3 separate regions of the Mus musculus genome follow, and all the other regions are linked to region 2. Evidence: chromatin contacts called from public Hi-C and HiChIP or PLAC-seq data. All regions are on one chromosome and are shown on one strand. The core of a region is the stretch at or near the end of the contact, and the rest is flanking DNA. Distances in the headings are between cores, read along the strand shown.

Region 1 (4,377 bases), core at 672-3,171, 210 kb before region 2:
CAGTTCAGAAAAAAGCCAGGACTCAGTCAATGCTACCTCACGTTACCACAGAAGTGTCCCTGGGTAAACGTGAATAGGGCCTCCTGGATAAGGTGCCAAAGAGCAGTTCTTACAAGGCAGGGGGTAGGGCCAGGGTATGACTGAGATCCTGGGTACCCTCTCAGTAATATGTCATGTGAGTAGCAGCTTCTGGTCCCCACACCCACTCATGCCACCATCCCAAGAAGAGTGAGTCTTTTAAAAGGCAACTCTAGCTCTTAAGGTTGATCACCCTATCTTCTGGGTGTATCACATACTGCAGTACAGATTTCCTGCAGTGCATGTTGGAATCGGTCTGTACATACATTGCTTGTGAGTATGTGTTAGAAGCTCAGTAGCCAGGGCTAGAGGCAAAGCTCAGCAGTTAAGAGCACTTATTGATCTCTCAGGAGACCCAGGTTTGCTTCCCAGAATCCACGTGGTGACTCACAAATATCCATAACTCCAGTTCCAGGGGATCCAACGCCCTCTTCTGACCTTCTGAGGCACTAGGCATGCACATAGTACACAGATATGCAAAACTCATACCCATAAATTAAAAAAAAATTATACAAAATAGTAAATAAACTCAGAAGTGAAGTGTTCTTTCTTGGTTGGTCAAAGAGCTCACAGGTTGACTTTTTCTTTTGAATTCACCTTGCACAAGAGATAATATGTAAGAACATAAAGTCAGTTTGCTGGTTTATGTTGTATTGTTTCAGTTTCTTTCCAAAGCATAAAGGGAAGAGAACTCTGTACTTTAGATAAACATGCACACATGTACACAGAGAGAAAGGGGAGGGAGAGATAGAAAGAAAGAGTGCGTGAGAGAGAGAGCTCAATTCTCAAGTTAAAGAGATGGCTCCCAGAGTACTACTACACAATTTTGATGATGTAATTCTCAAACCTGTCTTCTGATCTCCACATGCAAACTGTGGCATGTGCACGGTTGCATCCACACACACATCAGATACACATGAAGCACAACACACATCAGATACACACACACACACCCTCAAAGATCAATCTAAGAGTTCCTCGGGCCTGAGGACATACCTCAGTGGCAGAGCACTTGCTTGCCACATACAAAGACTTAGGTTTAAGCTCACAATGTCCAAGAGAAAAGGACACCAGAGCAAAGGGGAAGCTCATAGAAATGATATAGCCTCCTGACACACAAGGGGTGTATTCTGGATTTAAAGATAAAAAAGAAACCTGCATACTTTATAGGGCAGGGAGGCTCCAACCTGGGCATGCATCAGTCACCTGGAGAGCCTGATACAACACAGAGCAGCTTCTAGTGAACAAAGCTGAGGTGGCATCCAGAATAGTGCTGGTGCTGAAGGTCCTTGGACCACACAGCAGTACTGAGTCCAGAGCAAGGCATCACTCACAGCTGTCTGTATCCTAGTTGGCTCCCACTGCCTTTTGGCCCAGTAAATGGCCATTATAACTTCCACCTACAGGAACTATTTCACTACTTGCTTATGTAATCTTGTTGCAGGCATTTTATTAGTTTCATTTAAAAACCAAAACCAAAACCAAAATACATATATGCCAGGCATTATAGCCTCTGATCTTAATGGGCTCCCTGCTTTGTTAAATTGACCCCAATTCTGTTAAACTGACCTCAATCACAGAGGCCCCTGCTAAAAGCGGCGTTTCCTTATATCTAGACAACTACAGTTTTTGAGCCTTTATCATTGTAGGGGGAAGCAGATCACTCCCAGAAACTTTGCTTAAGCAAATTGGACCAATTAGTCACAGATACCCAAAGTAAATAATCAAGCAAGCGCTGAGAGGATCTGCCCTTAAAACCCAGGTCTCCTTAAGAACTCATTCAGCTACTAGAGTCAAAGGTCAAGCCAGGCAGCAGCCGCAGGCAGAGGTGCTAAGTCTGTGGATTTCTTCTCCAAGTCCTCTCAGTCTCTGTGCACTGCTCAGTTGCTAACTCTGGAGGTCCTCTGTCCAACCCCCGCCATTCTGCCTGTTCACCAGTCACATTCATTCAGAAAAAAAACAGGTGTTCCTGTTAAAATTAGCTGTCTCAAACTGCAAAATATCTCAGACCCCTATACCAGCTTTAAAAGGAAAGTGAAAAATAACTACCATTCAGCCGTTAACTGATGTTTCCAGAATGACAGTCACACACACACACACACACACACACACACACACACACACAGAGAGAGAGAGAGAGAGAGAGAGAGAGAGATTGATTTGCATTCTTACCAAGAACTCAGGATGAATAAGAAAGCCCAAACTTTAAACTGACAAAGAAAGGCTTCTTGTCTTGTTTTGATCTCTTTTCCCCCTGGTCATGCCTGAAAGCCTGCTCTGTCCCATTTCCTTCGGTTGACTGTCATAGACAATGGCTTTTGTTCGGGGAACTTAGCTGGTTTTAGCTGGTTTTCTGTCTTTCTCTTTAGCATGCCTAAGGAGGTTCTTGGCATCTCTTGGTCAGAAAGGACTCTGCATTAAACCTGACTTACAAACCTTGACCCAGAAAAGTCAGAAGAACCCAGGGTTGGACTGAAGTTAGTGGTGGTGAAGCTTAATTTACATATTTATAAAAAGAAGGCTGAGTGGAATGAGGCCGTTCTGATTTTATTTCTGGAACCAGTAACTCTGCTGACCTCATTACAGCCTATTATGAAATAGGTTGATGTACTTCTTTAAAAAAAAAAAAATCAAGGATTATTTAAAAGAGAAGTTTGGCAACTAATATATTGGAAGGAAATTAGAATGCCAAAGACCAGTGCCCAAGTCCCTAACCAGGCACTGCAGACACACACAGAACGGAACTGTGTGCTACTCACTCTGGCTTCTAAAAACCTGCTTGAAAAGACAGAGAAAATTTCAAGGCACCTACTGTCAGACAAACCCCGACCCTTATAAACCAAAAAAAGAAATTAAATATCACATTTCTCAAGGACAGAGATTTTTAACATTCCGCACTCAACCCCTATCACATACACAAGCACTGAGACAACTGTGAGAAACTCTGTGAGAAAGAGCAGTTTCAAATTTAATGTGGAGACTAGCTAGTTAATGTCATGCAAGGAGATAGGGCAAGTCTTTTTGCCTTTTGGCTTGCAGTTTTAAAATTAGTTCTTCAAGGATTAGTTCTTCTGGCTCTTAATTCCTTTCAGTTTACTCTGTGATATCTGCAGACTAAAGGAACCATAGGAAATTTAGACTTTATCATTTGTGTAAACCCAACGAATAGAAATAATTTCCATGTGTACATAGGACTTCTTTTGGCAGCCCTCTTGCCAATCTACCTGCAGCTGATCTAGACTAAACTTTACAAAAGAACTGGGGGGGGGGGGGTAGGAGCATACCCAAGGTCACTTCATTTTACTTTATAACTCTTGCAAGATCTAATTAGAGAAAACAACTGCTCCTTTGACCATTTCTCACTTAATTCCTAATGCATATTTGCTGTGCTGAGACACCAACTGTCTATGCTGGCCTCAGACTTATGGCAAGACTTCGACTTCAGTCTCTGAAGTGTTGAAATGAGAGGTGTGAGCAACAGCCAGGTTTGCTCTGACCATTGAAAATAAAATGTATACACACTATTACTTTAAGTTTTTTTTTTTAGAAAGTGTGGGAAAAATTGATTTTATAAGTTAAATTTCATTTTGCTGCTAACATTTTATGGTGACAACTTTTCAGATCTGTGGGCACTGGAAAGGTTTAAGCACAATAAAACCCCCTGAAAAAGTAAATGATACACTGAAAGCCTACAGGAGTTTTTTGCGCATGTGGCTCATCCAGGTTTCAAGGCTATAGATAAGTTTGTCACTCTATTTAGTAAGAAACTATTCAACAGTGTCTTCAACAAGCCATAAACTCCCCCTTAAAAAGTCCATCCCAAATTTATTTATCTACAGAAAAGCCAAACTACCTCGACATGATTTCAATCAACAAAATACTCTTTCAATACCCAACCAGCCACTTGAATCAAGGTCATAAAAACAAGCCCTCCACTGACAAGCATGCTCTAGAAAGTTCTAAGTCCAGAGGATAGACTCTTTTATCAAACTGCCTAGAACCTTCTATAAAGTCATAGAGATTTCTGGGTTAGGCCTAGCCTCACTGAAGATGCTAAAGGATCAGTTGATACAGTGCTGTTAAGTCCCATGCAAAATTCTGTGAGCTGGCAAGGCAGCACCCCACACAGTATTAGGAAGTACTTTAATCTGAAAATGACAGGCCGAATACAAATCAGATTTCAGTAAGCCTGAACCTATGGCTCATTATAATAGAGAAATGAGTGGAGGACAAAGAGAGCTAGGTTACTTTCCAGAAAAACTAGAGGGAAGAAGACAAAATCCCCACTAACAGTCCTCC
Region 2 (4,321 bases), core at 475-2,974:
CTTACACCGTGCACTGAAAGCAGTTTAGTTCTGTATCTAATTATATATACTTTTACCTCATTGTCTGGGTCATAGAACAAAAGTTTCACACCTGTCTCACCTCTGAGGGATCTCCATGTTGTCACATAAGAATAAAGGAAGCCCCTAGTGACATCAAGGGGCTACACAGAAAAAGATGCAAGCTCTGCTGGGACCTGGTAGAAAACCACAGCCTCCGGCAAAGTAGGCTCCCTCCTGAGTGGTTAGTGCCTCCAGAAAAAAATGCCTAGGTCCCCAAGACTGTTAGTCCCTCTCTACCTTCCTAGTGTCTGAACACCTTAATCAGTGAGGGAGGTGCCTGAACACACCAGACTCAGGGCCACAGGCCCCGAGTGGCGGAAGTAGCTGGGAGCTGTCCATGGTGGCGCCGAGCCTGGGCACGCGGAGCAGCCTATTCCCCGCCCGCGGGCGCGCCTTAGGGTCCCTCTCCAGACCGCGGAGATGGAAATGACTCCCTGGCTCACGGTCTCCTGGACAGGCTTCAGCCAAGCCGTGGCTCTCACATCAAAAGCTTGGTTTTAAAGAGAAGGTCTTACCTGTGGGCAGAGTTGGCTGCTCGGAGCAGGACTGAGAACCTCAGACCTGGGGCGGGTAGAGTGTCCAGTCTTGGGGAACACCGGCACAACGCTCGGTCAAGAGCACAAGGATTCTCTGGGGTTCATTCCGAGATGTCACCGAACCAGAGCGGAGAGCTTGAGAACCGTGGACAACTCAGTCTTGTGCCTTATGGAGACCTTGGTTTTTCTGTCAATCTAGCGAGACCCTTCTTGCAGATGCTGTCTGTTGCCAGGGGCCACCAAATGTCCCTGCAGCGCTGCCAGGCTTAGTGTTTGTTTAAATAACAGCAGAGGCCACCGAGGTCGTCTAACATCAGATCATCTCCTCCAGCCCGGTGCCAGCGTATCACTGGGAGGGCAGAGGCAGGTTAGGGAACCCAGGAGACCTTGCCTACGTGGTAGCGACAAGGTACAGTCTTGCGAAGCTCACCATTAGCCACACGGTAAGCGCGTTCCCTGCACCGGGCTCCTTGCGAGACCTGCCTAGGGGCCATCTCTCTTCGATTAGACACTGTTGTTTGTGTGAACATCTGGTGCCATTCACAGGGGCACAAACTAAGCAAAACAGAAATCCACCTCCCGTCGAATACATTCCTGGACGATGGTGTCCCCAACACCTGACATTTGTAAAGATTTCAGAGACGAAGGACCGTGGCGGAGGCGTGTGCCCACCAATATATTCATGGATAGGCAGGCAGGCAGACAGACAGACAGACAGACAGACAGACAGTGGTAGACAGCATAGAATAATAGGCTGGACAATCAGACTGATGGAGGGCAACGTTCTACCTAACAGAGGGGAGAATGTGGGATCCGGTCTCTCCTCTCCTCCCCATAGCTTAACCCAAGCAGCCCTCGCGCCCTAGCTCCGGTCCTCTTACCTCAGGTTGATGACCGAGACCCTGCCACGCCTCGGGGATCTGGAGTGCAGCATCCCGTAGTCTAGTATCTGATCCCACGCGTTGAGCTCCTGAGCGTAAGCAAGTGGGACGGGAGCTGGCGGAAAGTGGGGTGCAGATTCCGACCTCACTCGGCACAGTGCTCCAGCAGCACCAGACCACTGCCACTCAGCGCAGAAGGCGCTCCTCGCTCGACTCCGCGCGCTCACTGGCTTAGTAGCTAGCTCGGAGCTGCCAGCCCGAGCCGACGCTTTTTATAGTCGCCTTCCGGGCCTGACTCCTCCCCACCAGAGCCCCCGGCGCCCGCACTCATCCCGTCCCCCCTGTCCCACCCCTGTCTCTGGGCAGCGTCCTCCCACTCACCGCGGTGGGCGGCCTGCGGGGCTGGACCCGGGCGGGCTCTGGCGGCCGCTCCGGGAGCCGCAGACCTGAGCCCGAGAGCCGCCGCCGGGACAAGCCGTGGCCACCAGGTGAGGGCGCTGGAGCCTAGGACGAAAGCTGCGGACCTCCGAGGGCTTAGTGATGGAAGCGCAGCTTGTATCCAGTGGCCTCCCCAAGGGACAGTCAGCCAGAAAAAAGAGATTTTGACAGAGTCGCCACCACTCTACGTTCAGGCTGTTAGATTTCAAACCCGTAACACTTTTTGTAAGCCAACATAGCAACAGAATCCAGGATCGCCTAGGTCTAGAGGTCTCTTAGAGAAGATCTTGTTTTGAAAGCTAGGGAGATGACCGCTAAGATGTTTACAGGTTTGAAAAAACAGAGTTCAGTTCCCAGAATCCTCATAAAAATGCCTTGGGTGGGCAATAGCCCTAATTTGTAATTCCAGAGCTGGGGAGGTGGAGACAGGTGGCTTGTTGGGGCTTGCTGGCCAGTCCGGGTAAAATAGAGATACCCGGTCTCAAAAACAAATAACACTCCAAGCAGCTTGACCTCTGTCTTAGGGGACACACACATACACACACACACACACACGGATAGTAGAGTTACTTCTTCACATGTGTCAGTTTTCTGCACATGCCAGTTACTTGACCATAAACAAGGGACTTCACCATTGGGCTCCCATGAGCCTGGAGAGAGGATTTCAGTGAGATTTTGTGGGTACTAAGTCATAGTAAGTGTTTGCTATCCTGCATGTAGTCTGTGCCTGGACAGGACAATGTTCTCAAGGATCAAAACAAGACAGTGCCACCAGTGAGTTATCCTCTGCCATAGGAATAAGTAAGCCCACCCAGAGCATCTAGCATCTCCTCAACACTGGGTGCCCTGAGCACCAGCTACCTATCCACTCTGACCCTGGCAAAAAGGGTGAAAGGTGCTGGGGATTTTTTTTTCCATTTCATTTTAATTCTAAGATGACAGCTTTGGTTGCAATTCTATATGCTGTCCCTCTTTGAGACTTATTGCTCAGCTCCCTCCTCTGGTTAATGAGAGTTCTCAAGTACACATTTCTTCCTGCCTGCCAATGTCCTATGCTCACTGCTGTGCGAGAGGGTCTTCATTCTAGGCAGTGCCCACCAGCTTTAGGAATCTCAGTGCAGGCTTTAGGGCCAGTCTATGGCAGAGACTTTGGAAGCCCCTGTCTAGGTCCTCTGGGCAGCAGCCTTTGGGCCATGTGTTGGAACCAGGGAAGCACAGCACTCCACCCCAGATCTTCTCTAGAAAGCTGGAACCAAAGATCAAGAGTCTCAGTTTGCCTTTGAACTCCAAGCATACCATCAACGGGGTCTGGTAGCAAGCTTCCTTTCTTTGCTCTCCCTTTCTAGCAGAATAAAACTGAGACCTACCTCCTTATAAAGTGCCTATCCAGTCCTTGCAGTACACATACTTGCTGAATCCCTTTCTTAAGGAACCCATTCCCCAGGCCCACAAACAAGGAGGAGCAGGTGACTGGGCATTGTGCTTGGACCAGCCTCACTGGGGCTCCTTCTCCCACCAGTGGAGCACAGACCAGAGGCTGCAAAGCAAGGGAGGAGCTCATCTTCACAGGCATCTCAGGGATGAGGAGTAATCTCCTGCTTAAGGGATGGGCTCTGGGAAGTGCTTTGTCATGCTTTCTCCAAGATGCAGAGTGTCCAGCTCATTCCTCTGGCATCCAGTTTTCTTTTATCATCGGCTCATGCCTGGGGTGGAAGAAGCTGATGAATTACAGACAGGCTCCACATGTCTAAAACCAGATTCTCCAGCCACGTCCACTCAGCATTTCTACCCAGGCCTTTGTAACCCGCAGTGTATGATGGGTAATTCTTTTGGTGTGGATTACCAGCAATGTGAACCTGATGGATTTCCTATCTACACTTCTCTAAATCCAAGACTTATAAATGCAGAGATGGGGGCTAGTTGCAAAATGAACTGATAGCTTTCAAGTTCTTGCCAGGATCCCCAGAGGGACCAGTGGTGCTCTTGGCTGGGGGTGTACGGCGTCACACCAGCCTCTAAGACCTGCACTGAGTTCCTACCACCTTCCTGGAATATTCAGCCCTTAGACCTCATCCTGTAGGATGTCATATCTTGTCTTGCCCTGCTCCACCAACTGCCTGAATCTGACAAGGCAGCCATATTTCACATCCATCCCTTAAAACAAAGGTCACCTCACTTCACCTATTGACCACCAACGCTACCACCATCCATACACACCTGTGCACAGTTTGAAGGGCTGTCCACACCTGTAGCTCTGTTCTCCAAATCCGACTTCCTGGGATTTCCCTGACTTCTCCTCTAAGGTACTGAGAAAACCATCAGAAACAAGAAGCAGGATAAGGCTGCATGGGTTGGCTCTAGACCTTGAGAGTTCTACTAAACAAGCAAAACAGTGAACCTCGGGTA
Region 3 (4,214 bases), core at 1,327-3,826, 160 kb after region 2:
ACCAAGGACTGAGTTGGCTTTACCCTCAACTTCTTAACAGAGAGAAAGCATGAAATGATAGCAAGCAAGAATCCTGTCCTATTTCTTCTGCAGACCTTAGGGCCCTGAGCCCAGGGCTGTCACACCCAAGAAAAGCCCCCACTTCCCACCCAAGGCAATAAAACCAAACCCATAGCTTCCACACCTCTTAATTCACAAGCTAAAGGTCAAGGGCTGTTCTACACTACAAAGCATTCTTTGCTCCTGAAGCCAGCTTTGGGCCTTGTTTTCCCTTTTGTAACTTATGCTCACCACCTGGGGCCAGCTCCAGGAGAGACTGTTTGGGGGTTCTGAGTCTGGGATGAAGCTCTGACTGTGTCACTACTCTCCATGGAAGGATTCAAAGCTGCCTAAGGTCTCTGGGGCTGGAGTTTGTCAGGAACGGGATCCCCTAGGGTGGGTTGCTGCCAAGGGCAGTCTGCTGAGCCAAGCAAACTTTGCAAGTGAGTCCTGTGCAAACACTGGCAGAGCTTAGCTTCTGAATGGAGTGGTGCCCCCAGGCTCTTAATCTCCAGGCTCATTCCGCCCCTGCGCACCCTGGAGCCTCTTGTACTCCCAGCTTCCCAAAAGCCAGAGAGAACTCAGAGCAGCACATGGAGTGAGGGAGGGGCAGGGTGGAATGGGTGGAATCTGAAGCTCTTTAAATCTGACTGACACAGGGACTCTGATGTCAGAGATAAGCCAGCAAGACACTTCTAGAACAGTGGTTCTCAACCTTCCTAACTCTGTGACCCTTTAATATAGTTCTTCATGTAGTGGTGACCCTAACCGTAAGATCATTTTCATTGCTATTTTATAAGTGTGATTTTCTACTGTTATGTATGTATCGTTTGTAACTACCTAATATGCAGGGTATCTGATATGCGGCCCCTGTGAAATGGTTGTCTGGCATCCCCAACACAGCCCACAGGCTGAGAACCATTGTTCTAGAAGTTAGTTCATAGTTCTACCTTAAGACCACTGAGGAATTCAGGTCTTTGTAGAAGCTTGGGCAGAACAGAGTCTCTGGCCTCACAGGCGCCTGGCTGTGTCTGCCCTGAGGTACCCTTGCCTCTCCTGCCTGATGAGGACAGAGGTTCAGGTGGCCCAAGGCACCCTTTTCCACCCAGAGTGTGGCCCCATCTTCTTTCCAAGTTACTGAGCAGAAGGTGTCAGGGACACTTAGAGTCGAGGTATCCTAACCCTGTACAGAGGAGGACTGGGTCTGACTTTCTGAAGGCGCTGGGCAGAAAACAGCTCTGCTCAGATGCAGAGCAGGGAGGATGCAGTGACCTTTATGGAATCAGGACACTGTCCCTCAGGCTTAGTAAGAGAAGCGTGAGTGCTCGCATAGGACAGAAGGACTAGAGACTTTAAGAAGTAAAGTATGTCTGTAAAAGGGCAGGGGACCAAAGAACTGACTACAGAGTGGGCAGCTCCCCAGCCCTGGCTTCCAGGGAGTCAGCCCAGCTCCCAGGCCCCAGTCACGCTTTCCTTTGAAATGCAGCTGAATGGGGACGGCTTCTCACTCTCACTGGCCACACACACCAACACGCCACAGTACATCTACCAAGCCACAACGTTGATTCTCAGGTTTAAAGCACACCTGGCCCCAGGCCGTCAAGGACAGCTAGTGTGGGAGACTCCCATCCTGTGCTCCTGGCTCCAGCACAGAATGCAGAGGTCACTGCCTTTCACTCTGACACCAAGCCTCCGAGGCAGCAGCCGTGAAAAAGCAGAAAGAAACCCAGCTTCTGCACCAGGCAGACCTGCTGGTACTGCCAGCCATTGTGGATCAAGCAAACACTTGATGGGTGCAAATTGTCCATTAATAGATTATTCACAATGGGATTTAAGACCCTGGCGGCCCCCTTCCGAGCACACAGATAAAGTACAATAAATACAAAGATCCCAAACCCAAGAAGCCAGGGCTGTGGGTTAGAGCCAGGTGATGCCATGTCCAGGGAGGATGGGGAATAAGGGAGATTTCTGGGGGTTCTACAGCAGGGCAAGCTGGGTGAGGGGGACCCTCTTTGAACATGGGCATCTATGGCATGATAATAGCGTCTGGGCAGTAGAAGCCTGGCTTTGCCTGAAGCTACTCAGAAAATGGAGGGAACATGCCCAGGTCAGCAAAGTCCTCGATGTTATAGTTGCCAGTCCCCTGCGTCGGGTCGCCCGGCATGGGTAGCATGTCCTGGAGAGGAGAAGAACAGAAAGTCCCAGGGGTCAGTGACCTCACCCAGAGCCTGCCCTTGTCCCGGAGTCCAGCCTGCCACTGACTGATCCCCTTGACCATCTCTCTAGTGAGCAGGTGTTCCTTTGCACAGCCTTGTATACAGGGCTGCTCTTCAGAGGGCTTCAATACCCGACCCTGCTGGGAATTGCTCTTCTGGGGAGTGTTATGCTGAAGGTAGACAGCGCTAGAATACAAACCTTTTTCTGAAGCTAAACCGGGCCCAAGGGTGGAAAGAGCCCCACCCCCTCCCCTGGCTGGGCAAGCAGAAGCTACAACAGAAATTATGACTGGACAGCCATATGACCGCCGACCAAGCAGGAGTCTGAGCATTTGTGGTTTGGGCACAGTGGCCTGTCGGGGTGATGCCATCCCAGAGTGGAAGGTCAGTTATTTTGTCTGCTCTCTGGGAGTCCCCCAGTGGAGTCTGGGCTGCTGCTAAAAGACTGGGTGGGCAGGCCCACCTCTAGCTGAGGGGATTTAATAGGCTCATACCTGCACTTACAATGTTCCAGGAAAACCTGGGAGGCTGAGTCCTATATGATAGGTAAGGTCATGTCCTTGTCACCAGCATACTAAGATTGGTCAGTGTTAGGATTTGAGAACAGCAAGGCAAGTCTTTAGTAGTGGAGGTCTGGAAGTAGCCTTAGACCCTTAGCCTAGAGAGTTGAGCACTGGCCCAGCTGCCGTGGGCTAAGGGTCTGGGGATGGGAGTCCCTCTTCCTGGTTGCCATAGTGGAGAGATGACAGGCTGAGGCAATCAAGCCCCTAGGTACCTGCAGCTCTGGGAGGCTGTGTATATTGCCCATGGTGAGCCCTGAGGGTCTTTAGCTCTTAGATGGGCATGGGCCCTGCTCCAGGGTAAGCCCCCCTTCTGTATTTCGCTCCATACATCTGTACTGGATAACTTTGGGTGTATGATCCAGGATGCAGCCTCTGCTGTGAGAGTACAGCTGAAAGGCTGACGGCCCCTGTGCCTTTCCTGTGTATCTGAAGGCTTTGGCTAGGCAGGGCAAGACCTTCCTTCTACTTGTGGGCTCCCCATACTGCAGGCTGGTGGGATCTCTTGCTGGCTACCGGGCAGGGCAGGCAGAGGTGCAGAAAGAGGCATAAGGAAGCAGAGAAGGCGCAGGTACCTACACCTACGAGAAGGCGCTGCTCGCTGGATTTACCTGGAACACTTCAGTCTGGCCAGGCTGCTGATGCGAGTGCTGCTCACCGCTCTGCTGTCCGTGATGCTGGCTCTGCCACTGGGACCAGACCTCCGAGGGCCGGCCCTGGAACTGCCCGCCACTCTGTCCACTCTCAGCTGAAATACCCAACGGACAGGATACTTAAAAAAAATTCATCATGTGGTTCTGGGAACCTAAGACTGGGGGACCTGGCTGTCACATTCTGCCATTTCTCCCATCTTAGTGCCTCTCAAGGGCTCTACACTCCTGAATGGCACGTCCCTATCAAACAGGCCTCCTCCTTCCTGACAGAATAAGCTGAGGGGCAAATACTGGAGGAAGCCCTGTGAAGTGTGAGTGACCAGAAAGAATAGTTTTGTTTTTTAGAATGAGCCTGTCAGGTGACTCATGCTCCATCCTCATAGCGCCCTATGTTCCCGTGGCTGCTCATGGTGGCCTCAAAACAGAAACTAGGAGTGAGAAATTTGCCTAAATTATTTTAGGGACTTAGCTAAAGAGGATATTGAGTGTGTCCACAAGCACATGCATGTGTGTGTGTGTCAAGTGTAGAAGACAAGCTCAGCTGTTGCTCTTCACACTTGGAACAACCACCTCCTTGCCTGCTCAGTCTGAAGGCAGGGCTTCCTTTTCTCTTCCTGTCTCTCCCTCACTGACTCCACTACAGGGTTTGCTGAGTCTCTGTTCCCTCAATGTCATGCTGCACTATAGTGCCTTCCTTTAGACTCATTGTTCCTGCTGTGTTCTGAGTTCCACTGCCACCCACACCC

Evidence for each region. A called contact is a pair of places that touch in the nucleus more often than the background predicts. HiChIP or PLAC-seq counts read pairs in DNA pulled down with a chosen protein or histone mark.
Region 1: an H3K4me3 HiChIP or PLAC-seq map of embryonic stem cells shows a contact between it and region 2, with 19 read pairs. The contact joins the enhancer-like site here to the promoter of Cemip in region 2. A contact is called at or near these places in 1 of 39 promoter capture datasets (embryonic stem cells), 1 of 15 datasets of contacts at CTCF or cohesin (the NIH/3T3 cell line), 2 of 484 Hi-C or Micro-C datasets (cerebral cortex and embryonic stem cells), 6 of 115 datasets of contacts at active chromatin or transcription factors (the NIH/3T3 cell line, embryonic stem cells, extraembryonic endoderm stem cells and 2 more) and 1 of 9 other capture datasets (adipose tissue).
Region 3: a contact with region 2 is called in a Hi-C map of bone marrow-derived macrophages, with 38 read pairs. The contact joins the enhancer-like site here to the promoter of Cemip in region 2. A contact is called at or near these places in 13 of 39 promoter capture datasets (the C10 cell line, the HPC-7 cell line, cranial neural crest and 9 more), 2 of 15 datasets of contacts at CTCF or cohesin (the NIH/3T3 cell line and large pre-B cells), 64 of 484 Hi-C or Micro-C datasets (the AML12 cell line, B cells, CD8 T cells and 43 more), 25 of 115 datasets of contacts at active chromatin or transcription factors (CD8 T cells, the NIH/3T3 cell line, a beta-TC-6 cell line and 16 more) and 3 of 9 other capture datasets (adipose tissue, liver and pancreatic islet).

The regions. Positions count from the first base shown.
Region 1 is chr7:83,876,845-83,881,221 of GRCm38.p6, forward strand. It overlaps Tlnrd1 (talin rod domain containing 1), which reads right to left. Exons shown (of 1, transcript NM_030705.4): 1 at 3,651-4,377. Among named protein-coding and RNA genes, the nearest start is that of Tlnrd1, 5.3 kb to the right of the region's middle. Within about 2 kb of position 1,922, at least 85 of the 459 cell types and tissues checked have an H3K27ac peak or open chromatin away from gene starts, as enhancers often do. A contact at or near this core is called in embryonic stem cells, where this site is marked.
Region 2 is chr7:84,084,781-84,089,101 of GRCm38.p6, forward strand. Cemip (cell migration inducing protein, hyaluronan binding) reads right to left here and starts at 1,725. Exons shown (of 29, transcript NM_030728.4): 1 at 1,478-1,725.
Region 3 is chr7:84,247,940-84,252,153 of GRCm38.p6, forward strand. Arnt2 (aryl hydrocarbon receptor nuclear translocator 2) reads right to left here. Exons shown (of 19, transcript NM_007488.3): 18 at 3,427-3,563; 19 at 1-2,215. The coding sequence ends at 2,117. All of the region lies in intron 2 of Gm26708 (predicted gene, 26708), which reads left to right. The region is part of intron 2 of LOC117997403 (a long non-coding RNA gene); the gene reads left to right. Among named protein-coding and RNA genes, the nearest start is that of Gm26708, 17 kb to the left of the region's middle. Within about 2 kb of position 2,577, at least 13 of the 459 cell types and tissues checked have an H3K27ac peak or open chromatin away from gene starts, as enhancers often do. A contact at or near this core is called in bone marrow-derived macrophages, where this site is marked.